Linked DNA regions of Mus musculus: region 2 is linked to region 1. Evidence: chromatin contacts called from public HiChIP or PLAC-seq data. All regions are on one chromosome and are shown on one strand. Each heading gives the region's core, a stretch centred on a gene start, on an enhancer-like site or on the middle of the called end of the contact. The rest is flanking DNA. Distances are from core to core; before and after follow the strand shown. Region 1 has its middle 13 kb from the start of Nrarp. Region 2 holds the start of Ptgds (prostaglandin D2 synthase (brain)).

Evidence for each region. HiChIP or PLAC-seq counts read pairs in DNA pulled down with a chosen protein or histone mark.
Region 2: a contact with region 1 is called in an HNF4G HiChIP or PLAC-seq map of pancreatic cancer cells. The contact joins the promoter of Ptgds here to the enhancer-like site in region 1. A contact is called at or near these places in 2 of 39 promoter capture datasets (the SN4741 cell line and pre-B cells), 2 of 115 datasets of contacts at active chromatin or transcription factors (bone marrow-derived macrophages and pancreatic cancer cells) and 2 of 9 other capture datasets (adipose tissue and liver).

What each region holds. Positions count from the first base shown.
Region 1 is chr2:25,166,322-25,169,670 of GRCm38.p6, reverse strand. No RefSeq gene overlaps it. Among named protein-coding and RNA genes, the nearest start is that of Nrarp, 13 kb to the left of the region's middle. Within about 2 kb of position 1,525, at least 171 of the 459 cell types and tissues checked have an H3K27ac peak or open chromatin away from gene starts, as enhancers often do. A contact at or near this core is called in liver and pancreatic cancer cells, where this site is marked.
Region 2 is chr2:25,468,277-25,471,625 of GRCm38.p6, reverse strand. Ptgds (prostaglandin D2 synthase (brain)) reads left to right here and starts at 1,877. Exons shown (of 7, transcript NM_008963.3): 1 at 1,877-2,066; 2 at 2,499-2,638; 3 at 2,717-2,793. The coding sequence starts at 1,953.

The DNA of each region.
Region 1 (3,349 bases), core at 276-2,775:
ACACACTCAGCTTGACGTCTGCATGGGAGTGCAGGGCTACACATGGCAGTCCATGTGACTGCACATCCTACACTAGGGGAGGCCAGCATCAGTCTGACCTCTCTTGACCCTGCACCTGCCTACAGAATTAACGTTGATTCCCAGCAAGGGAACTAGGCTCAGTCTTCTTATTCTTCTTTTTTTAAGATTTATTTATTGATTATATGTAAGTACACTGTAGCTGTCTTCAGACACACCGGAAGAGGGAGTCAGATCTTGTTACGAATGGTTGTGAGCCACCATGTGGTTGCTGGGATTTGAACTCTGGACCTTCAGAAGAGCAGTCGGGTGCTCTTACCCACTGAGCCATCTCACCCCAGGCCCAGTCTTCTTTACCTCACTGGAAAGCAGACGCTGGGGCCATGGCCCTGTGGTGGGACCCTTTACTCAGTCTTCTCTGGGCTCTTAGGCCTAAGTTGTGGGGGCCAGGGTCTTACAGGTTGGGCCATTCGACTCCCAGGTTTGAAAGCTAGTGGTCTGCCTTGTCTGTGAACAGCATGTGAACCTAGAGCTCTGTACACTTCATGGGTGCTTCAGTCCCTCTGTGGATCAAGTTGTAAGGCCCACGGTCTGGACAATGGGCCATACACAGCCCACAGGTTATCAGCTCCCTTCAAGAGCAGAACACTGTCCCTTACAAATGAAGCCAAGCAACGTGTGAACTATCTTAAAGAAAAGCAAAACAAAACCCAGGCTCTGAGGTAGCCCTGGTTGGCCCTTGCTGTTTAGTTGAGGATACCCTTGAACTTTTGATCTTTCTGTGCAGGGATTACAGAGATGGGGTTTATGCACTGCTTGGTGTGGGGGAGGGGAGGGAGGGGGGAGGATTGTACTGGGGCCGGGCTTTCTGCCTGTTAGGAACACTCCACAGACTAAGCTCCATCTCCAGCCCTGGGGGAAACTTTGTTTTCAGGAGTTCTTATCTAGAAGAAATCTGCACTTGCTAAAACTGGTCAGGCTTTAGGAGCCCCAACCTAGTCAGTGGTCAGCGCAGGCGCAAGACAGTAAGTGTAGGTGGAGACTGGGGCCTCTGAAGACTGAGGCTCTGCTGCCCCGGGCCACTCTTGTCAGAGAAATAAAACAGGGTCTGGGCCACACAGGACGCCTCCTCCCAGGCCTGGCAGGGGCTCCCCCTCTCCACCCAGTTCACAAACGAAATACCCACCCCCCCCCACTTCTTGAGGCCCCGCCCCAGTCCCTGGAACGCCATTCTCTGTGGGCTCTCGCCCCCACCCCCCCCCACCCCGTAGGTCCTCCTTCTCTTCCATCTCCCAAGATTCTAGGGTGCCCTTCTCGCTGGTGCTTTCTCCAAGCCCCGGGGTGCCTTTCTCCCCACAGGTCCCGACTCACTTCTCCCCGGTGTTCCTGGGCACCACCCCCATCCCCCACCCCCGCCCCCTAGTCCTTGCACGGAGCAGGAGGTTCCCAGACGGGGGATGGGCAGCGGCCGTGAGAACGCGCCGGACGGGCAGGCGTGGGAAAGCGGGAGGAGGGGCGCAGGGCGGGCGGGGCGCGCCTGGGAACGGCCCCCGCCCCCGTCACTGCCTTTGAAAGGGCCACTCAGGGCGCCGGCGGGGATTCAAAAGCAAACGGCCGCCACTGCCTTCCCGCCCCAGACGCAGGGGTACCCGTTGCAGGCTGCCCTGTCTTCCACGGGTTGGGCACTACCCATTATGGGTCAGGGGGTGGCCCCCCACCAGGGCCACCACCCACAGCAGGTGGTAGACCCCACATAATCCCTTGCCAGGCAGTTAAGCGGGCAGGGGTCTCAGACTTGAAGTAGGGGACCAGAGAGAGAGAGAGAGACCCACCAAGAATGGCTGAGGATTGTGAGGGGGTGGTGGCATCAAACTATCAGAAGCAGCATACTGATTCACAGGGGCTCGACCAAAGGCAACCACTTGGACCACTCCAGGGCTCCCCCACTGCCCAAGCTGAGTAGGTGTGAGACTAGCAGTATAGAGATTGTCAGCGTAGAGGACATGTGACCAACAGGGGCCTCTCCTTTGCCTTGTTACAAACTCATATCCCGGAGTCCTAGAGAGGCTGTCCTGCTTCCTTAAGGTGGCCATGGACATTTCCTGGGCAGAACTGGCTTGGGAGGGTTCTAGAGACCCCAGATGTACCTGTCAGTGGGCTGTGTCTTTTCTGGGTAGACTCGGGGCCCTGTGCAGGTAGAAGCAGTCTGTGTCTGCCTGTGTCAGGTGTCCATCCAGGTCAGGATGTGCTCCAGTGGCACTGCAGGCCTGGCCTTGTCACCCTCAGCACTCCCCCAGGCCTTTCTTCCTATCCCCCCCCCAACTCACTTCTTTATTTTCAGTCTCAAGGGTTCCTTCCTTTCTTCATCACAGAGTGAAAGCGCCTGAATTCTAGGCTCAGCCACCCAATGAGGGCAATGGGCCTTCTGTGTTGAGCAAGCTCTCTTGGCTTCTGGGATCTCAGCAGTTTGGCTTCACTGGGGATGAGGGAAAGACTGTGCTCAGCCCCTGTGGAGGGCAGATCTTCCTGGTCAGAGGCTCTGAGAGGTCCCAAACTCCCTTCCCTTCCTAGTGTCTAGAGCACAGGGAGGGTGGGGACTTAGGAGCTGGCTTTTGACATTTCTTGCTAGTGGACATTATTTGGGGCACTGATAGGGTCTTCTACTTGATGCCTGCCCTCTTTTCATTTTTGTTTTAAATTTTATGAGAATGGATGTTTTGCCTGCACGTGTACCTGTATCACATGTGCCTGGTGCCCACAGAGACCAGAGGAGGTTCCATGGAATTGGAGTTACAGATGGTTTTGAGTCACCATAAGGGTGGTACTAGGTACTGAACCTAGGTCCTCTAGAAGAGCAACCAGTGCTCTTAGCCTCTGAACTGTCTCTCCTACCCTGCCTACTGAATCTTGTTGTCATCTTGAGACAGGATCTCTCTTTATAGTCTTGGCTGTCCTGGAACTCGCTATGTAGATCAGGTTAGTCTTGAACTTAAGAGATCTGCCTGGCTCTGTCTTCCAAGTGCCCACTGACTCTTACCTCAGCTTGAGGATGGTAGCACGCAGTATAATGGTTCTGAGTGACCATGGGTGAGTCCTGGAAAGGTCACCGGGTCAGAAAGAACCCTCCTAGCTCTGATTTGTTTCTCTTCCCCATTTCTCCACTTCTGAGGCTGACGTTATAACTGTCTCCGTCATGGGTAGCATAGCATGTATGCCTACTGTTGTCAGGGTGGCCCACTTGTCCCAACCGGCCCTCCCAGATGTGCTCGAAGGATCCCTCGGCCTAGACAACTCATGAGAGGTCCTTCAGGGGAATAGTAGGGTAGGCCAT
Region 2 (3,349 bases), core at 628-3,127, 300 kb before region 1:
GGAATTGTCAGGCTGTCCCTGACTCTGTTGCCTGCCTGTGGATCCTGTTCCCCTAAGTGGGCTGCCTTGTCTGGCCTCAGTGGGAGAGAATCTGCCTAGCCCTGCAGAGACTTGATGTACCTTGGAGGAGAGAGATGGGAGGGGGAGCTACTACCTTCTCAGAGGAGAAGGGGTGGGGGTGAGGGAGAGGCTGTGGGAGGGAGGACTAGGAAGAGGGGCAGCAATCGAGCTGTAAATAAATAAATAAATAAATAAATAATGGGGGAAAAATCAAACCACGGTATCTGGGCAGAAATAACTTTAGAGAAGAAAGATTTATTTTGAGGCATGGAACCAGGAACAATGGAGAAGAGAAAGCAGCAGGAACAGAGGCCAAAAATCACCTTCAAAGGCCCTTCTCCAGCGACCTACTTCTCCCAGCGAGACCACACCTCCTAAAGGTTCCACAGATCCCCAGAGAACTGTCATCCATCAGAGGACGTTTAAGCAGAGTGCTGGGGACATGTCAGATCTAAACCACAAGAGGCTTCCACACTTGGAAGTACTTCCCATTACTCTGCTTCAGTCATCTACAGGACCCCACACACAGGTTGATGCTCCCAGGTTTTGCCATGTTGCTCTTCTGTTTGTTTGTTTGTTTGTTTGTTTGTTTGTTTTTCTGAGACAGGGTTTCTCTGTGTAGCCCTGGCTGTCCTGGAACTCACTCTGTAGACCAGGCTGGCCTCAAACTCAGAAATCTGCCTGCCTCTGCCTCCCAAGTGCTGGGATTAAAGGCGTGCGGCACCACCACCTGGCATGTTGTTCTTCTTGCCCCCATCCTCAGCCCCTCTGGAGAAAACTCCCAGATCAGCCGCTGGGCCTGGCTGGGGTCGGGCTCTGTGGTCAGCTTCCCTCTGACAGATCCTCTCTCCTTAGGTTCTGGGCATGGATGGAGCTGAGTGTTCTGGGCAGGGAGGGGCTGAGGTGGGCTGAGTAAAGGGGTTCTGGAATCTACCCACTTCCGGTAGCCCCAACATTAGTGAGAAAGCAAGAGACCTTCCTCACAAAGACCACTCAGATGTTCATGTTAAATGATCCTGTGCCCCAGAACCCAGGATAAATAAATGTTCCTGGGCCCCAGGGACGGGATGAAGGGCAGTGTGGGCTGGCTCTCTCTCTCTTCTGTGGTCATTGGTGTCCCATCCAGAGACAGATCTTGGAAGCCAGGAGGAAGCCACAGACTCTGTCCTCACCTATAGTAGCTTGAAGCCCACCGCTTCACCCTTCCCACCCACCACCTCTATGGGAGCCCAAAGGGCCACCATGTGAACCCCAGAAGCTGACCACGGGGGAGGCTGTACTCAACATGCCGGTTCTTGGATTTGCTTCAGGGTAGAGTGCGTGAGCTTCTTTATCTTGGTGAGGGTTCCTCATGGCCTCATGACTGCTAGCCTTTCAGGACCAAATGTTCAAGGCACAAATGGTGCTTTGTGTTCCCTGCTGGGGTCATGGGACTTGGAGAGGGATGATAGGTAGGGCTTGTGAGAAGCAGGTCTTAGCCCTAGGTGGGAAGTGACTAGATTTTCCAGCAGCAGGGAAGCGCCAGAGTACACACCCGGCACCATCCCCACTGTGAGGTATGTGGGCTTTGCCGGCAGGAGTGGGCAAGGTCTGAGCCAGTTCTGCCTCTGGAGCTGGGGATGGGGGCAGGCAGAGGTTTCTTCTTCTAGGAGGTGTGGGGCTCAGCTGGAACCTCTTACATAATTAGCAGATGAGGCTGCAGCTGGGACAGCCACCCTCCCTCACACCAACATCACGAGCCTTCAGTGGGCAGTCCTTGGGCTTTGGGTGGAGGCCAAGCCTGACTCATAAATAGGGGGTCTCCACAGTGCCCTCTGCTCCTTCTGCCCAGTTTTCCTTGCTTTGTCCACATTGCTGGCATCAGGCCCAGGCACCTGCTCTGCTCTGAGCAAATGGCTGCTCTTCGCATGCTGTGGATGGGTTTGGTCCTCCTGGGTCTCTTGGGATTCCCACAGACCCCAGCCCAGGGCCATGACACAGTGCAGCCCAACTTTCAACAAGACAAGGTGAGAAGGCCCCCTACCCCACACCCAAAGAAGCAGAGCCCTCAGGCCAGAGCCAGGCTTTCTCTTACCAAAGAGGGTGTTCTGGGCACTGTCAGCCTGTGTGCTTGTGCATGGGAGCTAGCTGGAACCACCCTGGCACACAGCCTGGTTGGTCCACCTGACTCTGTCAGGAATGTGGTATGCTCTGATATAGTGGACTAGGATGAGGGCTGTGACAAAGACAAGGAGTTCAACACCCTGGGGAAAGAGGGGGGTCTCTGCTACCCACTCCTCCATGGGGCGATGAGCCAGCCTGCTAGAAAGGGAGGGGAGTGGAGAGAGAGGCATGCTGCTAGGACCTGTGTGGGGAGGAGTCAGAGGAGGGAAGACCAGCCCACCAGGGTCTGCCCATGAGGGGCTCATGGAGCAGACCCAGGCATCCACTGGTCGCAGTTCCTGGGGCGCTGGTACAGCGCGGGCCTCGCCTCCAACTCAAGCTGGTTCCGGGAGAAGAAAGCTGTATTGTATATGTGCAAGACAGTGGTAGCCCCCTCCACAGAAGGCGGCCTCAATCTCACCTCTACCTTCCTCAGGTGAGACAAGGGGTTATGGCAAATTCTGGGAGACATCCTGGGGCTTGGTCCCTTACTTCAAGGGCAATCTACCCACAGGAAAAACCAGTGTGAGACCAAGATCATGGTACTGCAGCCTGCGGGGGCTCCTGGACACTACACCTACAGCAGCCCCCGTGAGTGAGCCACTTCCTTATCTGGGTACAACCCTCTGTCCCAAAATTGTGGGGATAATGGTCACAGCACATCCAAGGCCAGGTCTGATTGTGAGTCTGCCTCAGGCACACGGGGCCACCTCTCTCTGGGGACTTTAGCCTCTCTGAGGCCCACCCACATTCTTCAAGGTCCCTTTCCTGCCCAAATGGAATTTTCCAGTACTCTGCTGCTCAAGTGGGTCACATACAGGCATTCCCCAAATCCTACCCACATTTCATAGCTTCTATCCAAGGACCTCTTTCCACCCCTCACCTGAGCTCTGGCTCCCCACCAGAACCCTATTCCCTTTGCCTTCCGGCTATATTGTAACCCAGCCTGCTGATGTCTTCGGTCTAAGTGCTTTCTACTCTCTCCCTAAGACTTATGGTTTGGAGACAGTGTTCCCAGGCTGTTCAGGCAGGGAGCTAGAAACTGTCTGGTGGCCACCCGGGGGGGGGGGGGACGCGGGGGGGGGGGGACAGGGAGGGCAGCCAGAGCAGAGGTGGATGAAGAAGACCTGAGACCCCCCCCCACAGA